Linked DNA regions of Mus musculus: region 1 is linked to region 2. The links are chromatin contacts, called in public HiChIP or PLAC-seq maps. All regions are on one chromosome and are shown on one strand. The core of a region is the stretch at or near the end of the contact, and the rest is flanking DNA. Distances in the headings are between cores, read along the strand shown. Region 1 has its middle 6.9 kb from the start of Gm31610. Region 2 has its middle 150 kb from the start of Gm31466.

Region 1 (4,688 bases), core at 534-3,033, 840 kb after region 2:
GGTGGTTAGAGTTCACTGAAACATGTCTGGAATTTTCCTTTATTTTAACTGTTCTCATAGTGATTATTAAGCATGAACTACCTCATCTAGTCTTTGGAAGAATCCTACCAGTCTGAGCATGGTGGTACAGACCTGTAATCCCAGCATATGGGAGACTGAGGCCAATCTGATACCTAGCAAGACCCTATTTCTAGATAAGCAAATAAATAAATTGATCAACACTGAAGAATACTTTGATAAAGGTAAAATTATTGCCTGTGATATAAGAAGAAACTGAGGCCTGAAAGGATCAACTAATTTGCTGTTCATCAAATGTTTAGTAGGTGGGAGAGCTTGAATTTCAGCCCAATAGTTTAAATGCTACCGCTCTGTTGTAATTGTTGTATAGAGAATAGTCCAGGTTGAAATCATAGCAACCAGAAAAGGCTCCCTACAAGACCCTGAGATGGAGACACTCAGGAGTCATTCTAAAATCACACTGTACAGTCTTCTGTTTTCTGAGATTTAATCACATCTGCAGGATTTTCTTTAGGAAATATTTGCAGATGGAGCAGCTATGATCCTTAAAAGGAGAACATAAGCAGAGCTGGGTGTGAGGCAGTCCTTGTTTCCAGTCTGTGATGCAAATCCTCCATGTAGTTCCATACACTCCTCAAGTGCATGCGTGGGCTCGCCAGGGCAAGCCACACCAGAAACATGGGTGAGGAGGAGGTGCCACCTTTGTGCTTTTACTTGGTGCTTTCCATTTCTGAGGAATCAGCCACCAGATTAATCATTTATTAATCATCAATTTCAGTGCTGTGTCTGTGAAATAGAAAAGCACGGATTGATCCTCAATGCACATTCTGGCAATTAGTAGCTTTTGCCTCATAACTAAACTGTGAGGTGGGGGAAGGGCGCACACTAAACCGATTGCCCTACTTAGGCAGCTACTGGCAGGAAGGCTGAAATGGATTAACATGCATATGAGAAGACTTGTGTGACCCTGGGAGACACAGGAACCTGAAATAACCTTAATAGCCTGATATTTCATTATCAGCCCCCACTGAACAAAACAAGGCCTATTTAACAATTGGTCTAGAAAGGAAAAATCTGCACTTAAAAAAAAATCAAGGTATTTTATCCTTTGTCTCTTATCCTGGGGATATTTTCTTCCACTCACTTCTCAAAGCAACATCACTGCACTAACTCACATGGTCCTGATTTCATTATATTTCACAATAAAGCAGTCTCTCCACAGGCCTGCCTGAGCCATCCTTACTTCTACAAACATACTCACAAACATGAACCCTGTTTACTGTTGAACCTCTAGCAGCCTGGAGCCCAGCAGTGAGTTAGGACACAAGTAACTGTGCTGAGGATTGTCCAGGGTCAGCCCTGGGAAGATGTTCAGCCTCAGGTAAGAGGGCTGGAGGAAGAAACTGTCCCACCAAAAGACTCAAAATACATGAATATCTTGCCTCAGCACCTGGCCTCTTTCTGACATCTACAAGCCCAGACACCTCGTCAAGTTGTCAGTTGCCTTTCCTGTGAACAGGCTGATTTACCCTGGCGTGCCAAATGCAGTGTGCTCCTCCAGGGAGGTGTTTATAGGAAGATCTAAAAATACCAGAGCCCAAAAACAATCCAAAATAATTGCATTTCTGTTTCTTTATAACGGCACTCTCGGAAAACACACAGTTCTTTCAGTAGCAGAAAATTTCTCCCCCACATTTCCAAATTAGATGTCATATCTTGCGGTAACAAATTCCTTCAGTCCACTAGACATAACTTAGCAGTAGATTTAGTTCCAATTCTCTTTCTTGTTTGTGAGTATGCTATCCATGCATGCATGTCTCCTCTCTATCTTCCCTTCCCCATGTGAGTCTCTCTCTCTCTCTCTCTCTCTCTCTCTCTCTCTCTCTCTCTCTCTCTCTCTCTTTGTGTGTGTGTGTGTGTGTGTGTGTGTGTGTGTGTGTGTGTGTTGATGCGTAAATCCTGTTCTCTCTTATCCTGGGGATATTTTCTACCACCTCGCTTCTCAGAGCAGCATCACTGCACAAGACTAAGTTAAATGGTGTCCTAATTTCATTATATTTCACAACAGAGCTGTCTTTCCACAGCCTTGGCAGAACCATCCTTACTTCTATAAACATACTCACAAACATGAACCCTGTTCACTGTTGAACCTCTAGCAGCCTGGAGCCAAGGAGTGAGTTAGGACACAAATAACTGTGCTGAGGATTGTCCAGAGTCAGCCCTGGGAAGATGTTCAGCCTCATGTACACATGCACATAGAGGCCAGAGGTCAATGTCAAATATATTCTTGCATCATTCTCCACCTTATTTTTGAGAGAGTCTCTCACTCTATCTGAGACTAAGCAACTCCTCTAGACTAGCTGGCTAGAAAGATCCATGGAGATGCCTACCTCTGCCTCCACAAAGAAAGGACTAAAATGTCCACATTGTCACTTGGATATTTCGAATTAAACTCAGGTCCTCACACAACAAGCACCTTCCCCCATCCCCAGCCCCATTGATTTAATTTGTTTTAAGCAGAGGAATAAAAATAATGTTAAAAAAGACAAAAACAAGGGTCCTTGGTTTGCAGAGGGTTCTGGACTCTGAACGATTAGGAGGTGTGTGAGTCAAGGAGAGTTTCTGCTCCCTTCTGTGAACAAAAAAGGGGAGAGTGAGAAAAGGGAACAAGTACTATACCAGAGTTACCTCACTAAATGCTCTTGATATTTTCACCAGTCTTAGTTTGTGTCTTTCATTTACTGAATGCTTATATTGACTTGGCAAATATTTATTGACTCTGTATGCTGTGCCCTGCAAGAAGAAGATACCAGTAGGAGGTTGAAACAATAAAAGATTTTTGCAAAGTCTTTCAACAACAAGCCACAATTTCAGTTTTCTTTTTTCATAAGATTCAGAAGGCAAGATTTTCCTAGGTCAATGAGACTACACAGCTGCACAGTCTTATCAGGCTTTTCCCTCCTGGAACAATGCCTCTTCCTCCCAGAGTGCTGTGCTGTGCATCAGGAGGGTAGCCGAATGAGTGCCAGGACTGAAGAGGCAGAAACACAGTGCATGTTTGACAGTCTACCTTGGCTCCCTGAATCCTTTTTCCTGATCAGTAAACTTGGAGAGGGAAAAAAGGACAGAAAGGTACTTTAGAAATATTGGATTAAGTACATTATTAAAATTAAGTTCAACCTTCCTTTACTTTCACAAAGCTACTAGAAAATCTTTAATTGTACTTGCATATAAGTTAAAACTTTTAAGTTATACATCTGTGACTCATCTGTGGCTCATATTACATTTCTCCCAGACAGCCTTGCTGTACCCTCTTAGTTACTAACTTAGTAACACCTGCGGAGATCGTGGAGATAGCTAGGTCAGCGCAGCACATGAGGACCTGAGTTCAACCCCTGAGTACTGGACAGGTGAAGACAGACAGATCCCAAGGCTCAGTGATGAAGCAGCCTGGTTTGGCCATTGACAGACCAGGGTATGGCCCTATTCTGAAAATAAAATCAAGTAGATAGATGGTACCACAGAAATGACCAGCAAGGCTGTCCTCTGATCTCTTTACAGAGAGCACACATGTACATAGTCATGTACGTGGACACACATAAATGTACACACACACACACAGAGATGGGGGAGTAAGGGCTAGAAAGGGATGGAGAAGTGAATAATGACAAATAAATAGCTATCCACTTGGAACAGGTGAAGTAAGTCCTCCTGTTTTGGTCTGTGAGAAGAGAAGCAGGAAAGGAAGGGAGGAGGGGGACATGCTTCTGTCCATTCTAAGGCTGGCACTCACTCCCCTTGATAGCTGAAGTGTTTTAGTTCTAGTTTTCCTTGATGCTTGGAGGGCTTTAGCCTAAAGACTTCAGTTAGACTTAAGCCAAGAACTCAAAACGTGGCAAGGCCCATTGATTTTGTCATAATGCTCAAAGATGAAGATGAAGACAACTAGAAGATGAAGGCAACTACTAACAGGGGGTGGAGGAGCAAACTCCATAGAAAATAACAGAAATCCAGGAATAGGGAAGCACAGGTAGCCTGGACCTAAGACAATTTGAGGGGAGCTGAAAGTCCGGGAAAAGAGAGGAGATGACTCACTGCTGAGCTCTGCCTCTGAGCAGATGTTCTCTGTCCCTTCTCTGCTTCATTCTCTTTTTTTGCTATTTCATTTCTTTCTGGGCAATTCTTCTTGATAATGATTTTTGCCCATACCCCTTGGCAATGGGCAACAAGACACTTTCTTGTTGTTGTTCTTGTATCAGTCAGAGGCAGAGCAGATAGCTCTCCTTTGTTCATCTTAGCTTGATGCCTGACTTGGTGGTAAAAACTGTATTGTTCCTAGGATTCATAAAAGTGAAATCAAATCCAGGCAGCACAGAGTGGGTGGAGAAAGACAGACAAAGACATGTAGCTCGTTATGTGACCCACAGACCTGCCCTCTAGCCCATGGCACAAGTGTGCTATAGACACCCAACTGCTGTCATACTACATAACACAGCACAGATGAAGGATGCCACCCAGGGGTCTGCCAGCAGCATGGTCAGCATTAAGTGGAAGCCACCACAATGTGCTTGTGTGTGGTGGTCAGAAGGGAGAGGAAAAAAAAAAGTGGAGCAGCTTGAGCATTATGACAGGAAATGGAACTGCAGACTCAGGATGGAGAGAAGTAGCTT
Region 2 (4,748 bases), core at 2,242-4,741:
AGCGGTAGCTTTTTTATACCTACACATGATGTTCCTATAGCATTATACTAGATTCTCTCCAACTGCATGGCACAAAACGGAACACCAATCATAGGCATATTACAAAAAATAGGTTTGTGACTTTTTTAATTTTATATTTTTAATATAGTTTTGCTTTTAGGATTTATTTACTTTTTAGTGCATGGGTATGAATTTTTGACTGCATTTTGCCTATATGTACACCACATGCTTATCTGATATCTGTAGAGGCCAGAAAAGGGCATTTTCTCCCTTGGAACTGGAGCTGCAGGTTGTGAGTCATTGGATGAGGTCTGAGAGCTGAAATTGCACGCTCTTTAAGAGAAGTATGTATTCTTAACAACTGAGCTATCTCTCCATCCCATTAAAAAGATTCATTTAATTTTAATTTGGTGTATGTGTGTGTGTGAGTATCGGTATATGCATATGTGCCCATGGAGTCTTGAAGAGTACCTTTGCTCCCCTGAACCTAGGGTTATATGTCATTGTGAGCCACTCATTGTAGATGCTGAGAATCAAACTTGGGTCCACTGCAAAAGCAGCAAATGCTTTTAGTCACTGGGACCATCACTCCAGGCCCTGGTTTGGGGGTCATTTTTGTATGTGTGTGTGTAAAATAGCCTCTTCCAAGATGGTTGCACTATAATCTTAATGTGTCTCCTCCAATTCATGTATGGGAAAACTTAATCCCCAATACAGCAGATTTGGAGGTCAGCCTCTTGAGAAATGTTTTGGTAATTAGACTTTGTCTTTTTGAGAGGGCTGGTCTCATTAGCTGTGCCATTTTCTTTAAACTAGGACATTCTATCCTGGAGGCAGGAGGGAGAATCATGAAATTTACAATACTCAGGAAGTTCAGAAAGTTACATGATTTTTGGGTCCATCTAAAGGTTTTCCACCAGTAATAACTGCTAGGAAAGAGGGGACTTTTAGTAGAGCTGCCTGTAAGTGGGGCAGGAGCTCAAGGTAAACAACTTTCGAGAATCATGTCTCATACTGAAGTAGATTTTTCCAGTGATATAGCTTTTTTAAGCCACCTACAATATGGTAAGATAGATAGAATATCTTTCTATGCTCTAGTCAGTAATCCTGGTAAATTTCTTATATTTGCCCCTTGGGTGTATGTAATAGTTTCTTAAATCTCTGTTGGTATCATACCCGAAATGAATATGCATTTAATCATATATGCCCACGAAGTGTCAAATTATAGAATGCGTTTGTAGAATTGGCCTTCTTTCTTCTCTTCTGTCCCTTCAAACTCACTTTGCTATCCTGTGAATGAGGAATTAGATCTTCAGATTTTCAGTCTCTAAAGTGGTAATAAATTACCTTTTGCTATTTGTAAACTTCCCAGATGCTGCTATTTTGTTTCAGCACTATGAGTGCAGTCACTTAGGCTTGCTTGTACGGGGTAGGTTCTAATGCTTTAATTGGGAATCTGTGTGTGAACAATGAAGGTCCTATTCCCCCAATTAGTTCTTGATTAATCAATATAGATGCTAATGGTGAATGGCTGGGCAGAAGAGGCAGGGCTTAAGATCCCTCAGGCAGGCTAAGAGACACAGGAGGAGGAAAGGGTTTGGAGGGATGGAGAGTCACCAGCCATGTGACTATTTACTGCTTCCCTAAGCTGGAGATTAGAAACAGAGCTAAGCTGAGGGTAGATGTCTAATGTTGAGCCAAGAGAAGGTAACTGGGCAACTAAGCTAAGGGCAGATGTAGGCTGTTGAGCAGGGAGTAAAGGAAAAGCCACGATAGGTGTGGGAGGCTTAGAAAAGCCAAGCCACTGAACCACACTAGTTGGAGGAGGCTTAGAAGAGCCCAGCAGCCGAGCCATAAGGCAAGTTCAAAATGAGCACTGTGTGTGTGTGTGTGTGTGTGTGTGTGTGTGTGTGTGTGTGTCTTTTATCGGGGGATCCAAGGGAACCATGGTGGTGGCCTGGAGCTTAAAGCACCGTAGTAGAAGGTACACACTACATTTGCCAGAGGCTTTTTTTTTTCTGTTAATAATTAAATGTAGATTACAAATTTCTGCCTTATGAAGCTTATTTCATACCTTAAACCTTACTTTGATTTATTTCATACAAAGCCTAATTTCAAGCGTATGTATGTAGCCTTTCTTTCCATGAATCATTTCTGTATCTTCTTATTCCTTTTGTATTTTTCTACCTTTAGTCTCAGCCTATACCAGGACATCTCTTTCTTCTGGGTGAAAACACACAAGTACAAAGAATAAGAATGAAACAATTTGTTTTTCCCTAGACATAGGAAAAACAAAATCAAAACAAAACAACCTAAAACCAGATTCTATTGATTTGTTGTGTTCCCCACTGCACAAACACCTCAGTTTAGTGTTGAATCCCTTTTAATACATTTTTTTTTCTAAATTTCCCCATGAGAAAATTTCTAAATTCCCTCATTTTTCCAGGTTATGTCAGCAAAGATCTTTACATCACAAAGCTCAGTGCCGTTTCTCTTCTGGGTAAATATATTTCCCCTCTTTTTAGGTATTTTTCTCTGTTTCTAAAACTAAACTGGCAACTTCTGAAGTGAAGGACAAAGCTTAAGGCAAGAGAAAATGGCTTTTGTGTTTATATTAAAAAATCCAATACCTGTTTGAGCTTACTGTGAATGAGTGTGGTTATATGAATGAGAATGGCCGCCATAGAATCATACTTGGATAGTAAGATCTTACTCTTTTTAGCTAAATGGGACTTGAAATTCCCTGGTTTATTTTTATTTAAGAGGCTCTGTACTACTCTTGGAAACTGGCGTTTGCCAGATAACTGAGTTCAGAAGCTGTGGAGAAGTGTCCAGCTCAATGCTTAAGTGTTGTTTTCACAAAACACATAGCTGTGTGTTTGCTGCTTGCTTTGATTGCAACAGGAACCACTTCCCATTGTCACTTAGCTACCGTGTGTCTTTTATCAGGTCAAGAAACACAGCATTAAGCAAAGAAGACCCTAAGCTAAATGTCAAAGATCTGCATATGGAATCTCTGAGATGTCACCTGTAAAATGCAGGCATATTAAAGAGGAAGGGATGCCTCAAGAAATGAGCTCTGGTTACTTCATCTTCTGCTATAATATTAATGACACTTGACCTTCTTAATCTCAATTTTCTTCCTTTTCTGCATATGTTTGGAAAACTAGAAAACATATTTTTTATTTAAGATATTTCCATTCTTTGGGGAAAGATAATTATGTAAATTTGAAACAGAAAGTAATAGACATTTATTTCTGAGCCCAATTTATTTGAGAAGTTTTCTGTTATAGGGAAGTCTGTGAGCACAGACTCTTCAGTTTCCCATGTGTCTATTATGGAAATTGAATTATTTATTTCAATTATGCATTCAATAAAATCACACTCTTTTCAATGGATGTTTTCTTAATGAGGATAGCTGCAGTTTCAGAAAAAGCCTTTCCACACAAACTATCCTGCAGTTTACCAGAATTTGCTGCTGTACACCTTCATCTACTCTAGAGGGCAATAGAGTGTTAAAAATGAAAGATGTTTTCAATGATAAAATCTATAAAACCCTTAAAATCAATCTTCCCATAAAACTGAAAAAGAGGTGGGGGTGGAGGTGGACCTAGCCAGAGAAAGGTGCTCGTGACAGGATGATAATCTCAAACACAAAGTCCAGGGGGAATTAGGCAGCAATTGAAGCTGTCAGCTGAGTAGGTGCATGAAAAATGTAAGAAAACCTCCCCCAAGTTACATAATGTTGAGAACAACATATAAAAGAAAGATAGTAGCAAAAACATAAGAAAATGACAAAACAAAACAGCATCACGATCATACTCCCAATATAGTGGGAACAGATGTTTGAGGTTGGTCATTCTGAGATGATCACTGTGCAGATTATAATGATTCACCTAGACATTCCATGATGCTTAGACGATAGTGACCAGAGGCAGAGGAAGGAGTTGTCTGGTTCTTCATTTGGGATATTTGTACTTATAAACAACCCATCTTTTCAGCTCCATTTCACTCCTGTTCATTCAATTCTGGTCCATGGCCCTGCCCTCTTACTCTAGAGAAACAGGATGCTGACTGGACCCTACTGGCTGAGCTCCCCCTGCCTTCAGCTCTCTGTGCTAGTCTTCACTTGCCATCCAAGTTATTTCTTCATGATTAGTTGTAACTGAACTCTGCTTGTCCTTATGGTGCCATCTTCTCTCACTTTTGCCAAAACTTGCTTAGCTTTTCAACCAGTAAATCTCCCCTTACTCCCTCACACATCTGCAGGTTCATTTCCCTCAATCTTTAAAATATATTTGAGCATTTCTCAACCAACTTCCCCAACTTAAAATGAAAGAAAAAATAACTTTGCCTCTTCATTAAGCAACTGCCTAATCTCTCTCCTCTGTTTTTCCACATCTCTAATAGTAATCTATCATCTGTTTTAATTCACTTTTTAGTCCACTGCAGCCTGACCTTCATATTTGCTGAACTTGGCTTTGCCTGAATCTTTAAAGACCTTTTCCACAAATGGATCTTTTCAATATAATGGAATTATAGATCTTACACTTTTGCATTTGACAATTCACCTTGAACACTCTGGTTCCTTTTCTAAGCAACACTCCCCTTATTCTTCCTGAATATCTCTGCTGCTCAACAGCTAAGTTCTTTCCTATGCCAGATCTCATCATTCCAACATCTAACAATCTTTACTGGTTCTGAACCAACAACAGATAAAGTGAGTTCTCTGAGCCCTGCACAGCAGG

Evidence for each region. HiChIP or PLAC-seq counts read pairs in DNA pulled down with a chosen protein or histone mark.
Region 1: a RAD21 HiChIP or PLAC-seq map of pro-B cells shows a contact between it and region 2, with 22 times the contacts expected there. The contact joins two enhancer-like sites. A contact is called at or near these places in 1 of 15 datasets of contacts at CTCF or cohesin (pro-B cells), 5 of 484 Hi-C or Micro-C datasets (bone marrow-derived macrophages, cardiomyocytes, cerebral cortex and 2 more) and 1 of 115 datasets of contacts at active chromatin or transcription factors (heart atrium).

The regions. Positions count from the first base shown.
Region 1 is chr3:21,494,213-21,498,900 of GRCm38.p6, forward strand. No RefSeq gene overlaps it. Among named protein-coding and RNA genes, the nearest start is that of Gm31610, 6.9 kb to the left of the region's middle. Within about 2 kb of position 1,784, at least 27 of the 459 cell types and tissues checked have an H3K27ac peak or open chromatin away from gene starts, as enhancers often do. A contact at or near this core is called in pro-B cells, where this site is marked.
Region 2 is chr3:20,651,975-20,656,722 of GRCm38.p6, forward strand. No RefSeq gene overlaps it. Among named protein-coding and RNA genes, the nearest start is that of Gm31466, 150 kb to the left of the region's middle. Within about 2 kb of position 3,492, at least 5 of the 459 cell types and tissues checked have an H3K27ac peak or open chromatin away from gene starts, as enhancers often do. A contact at or near this core is called in pro-B cells, where this site is marked.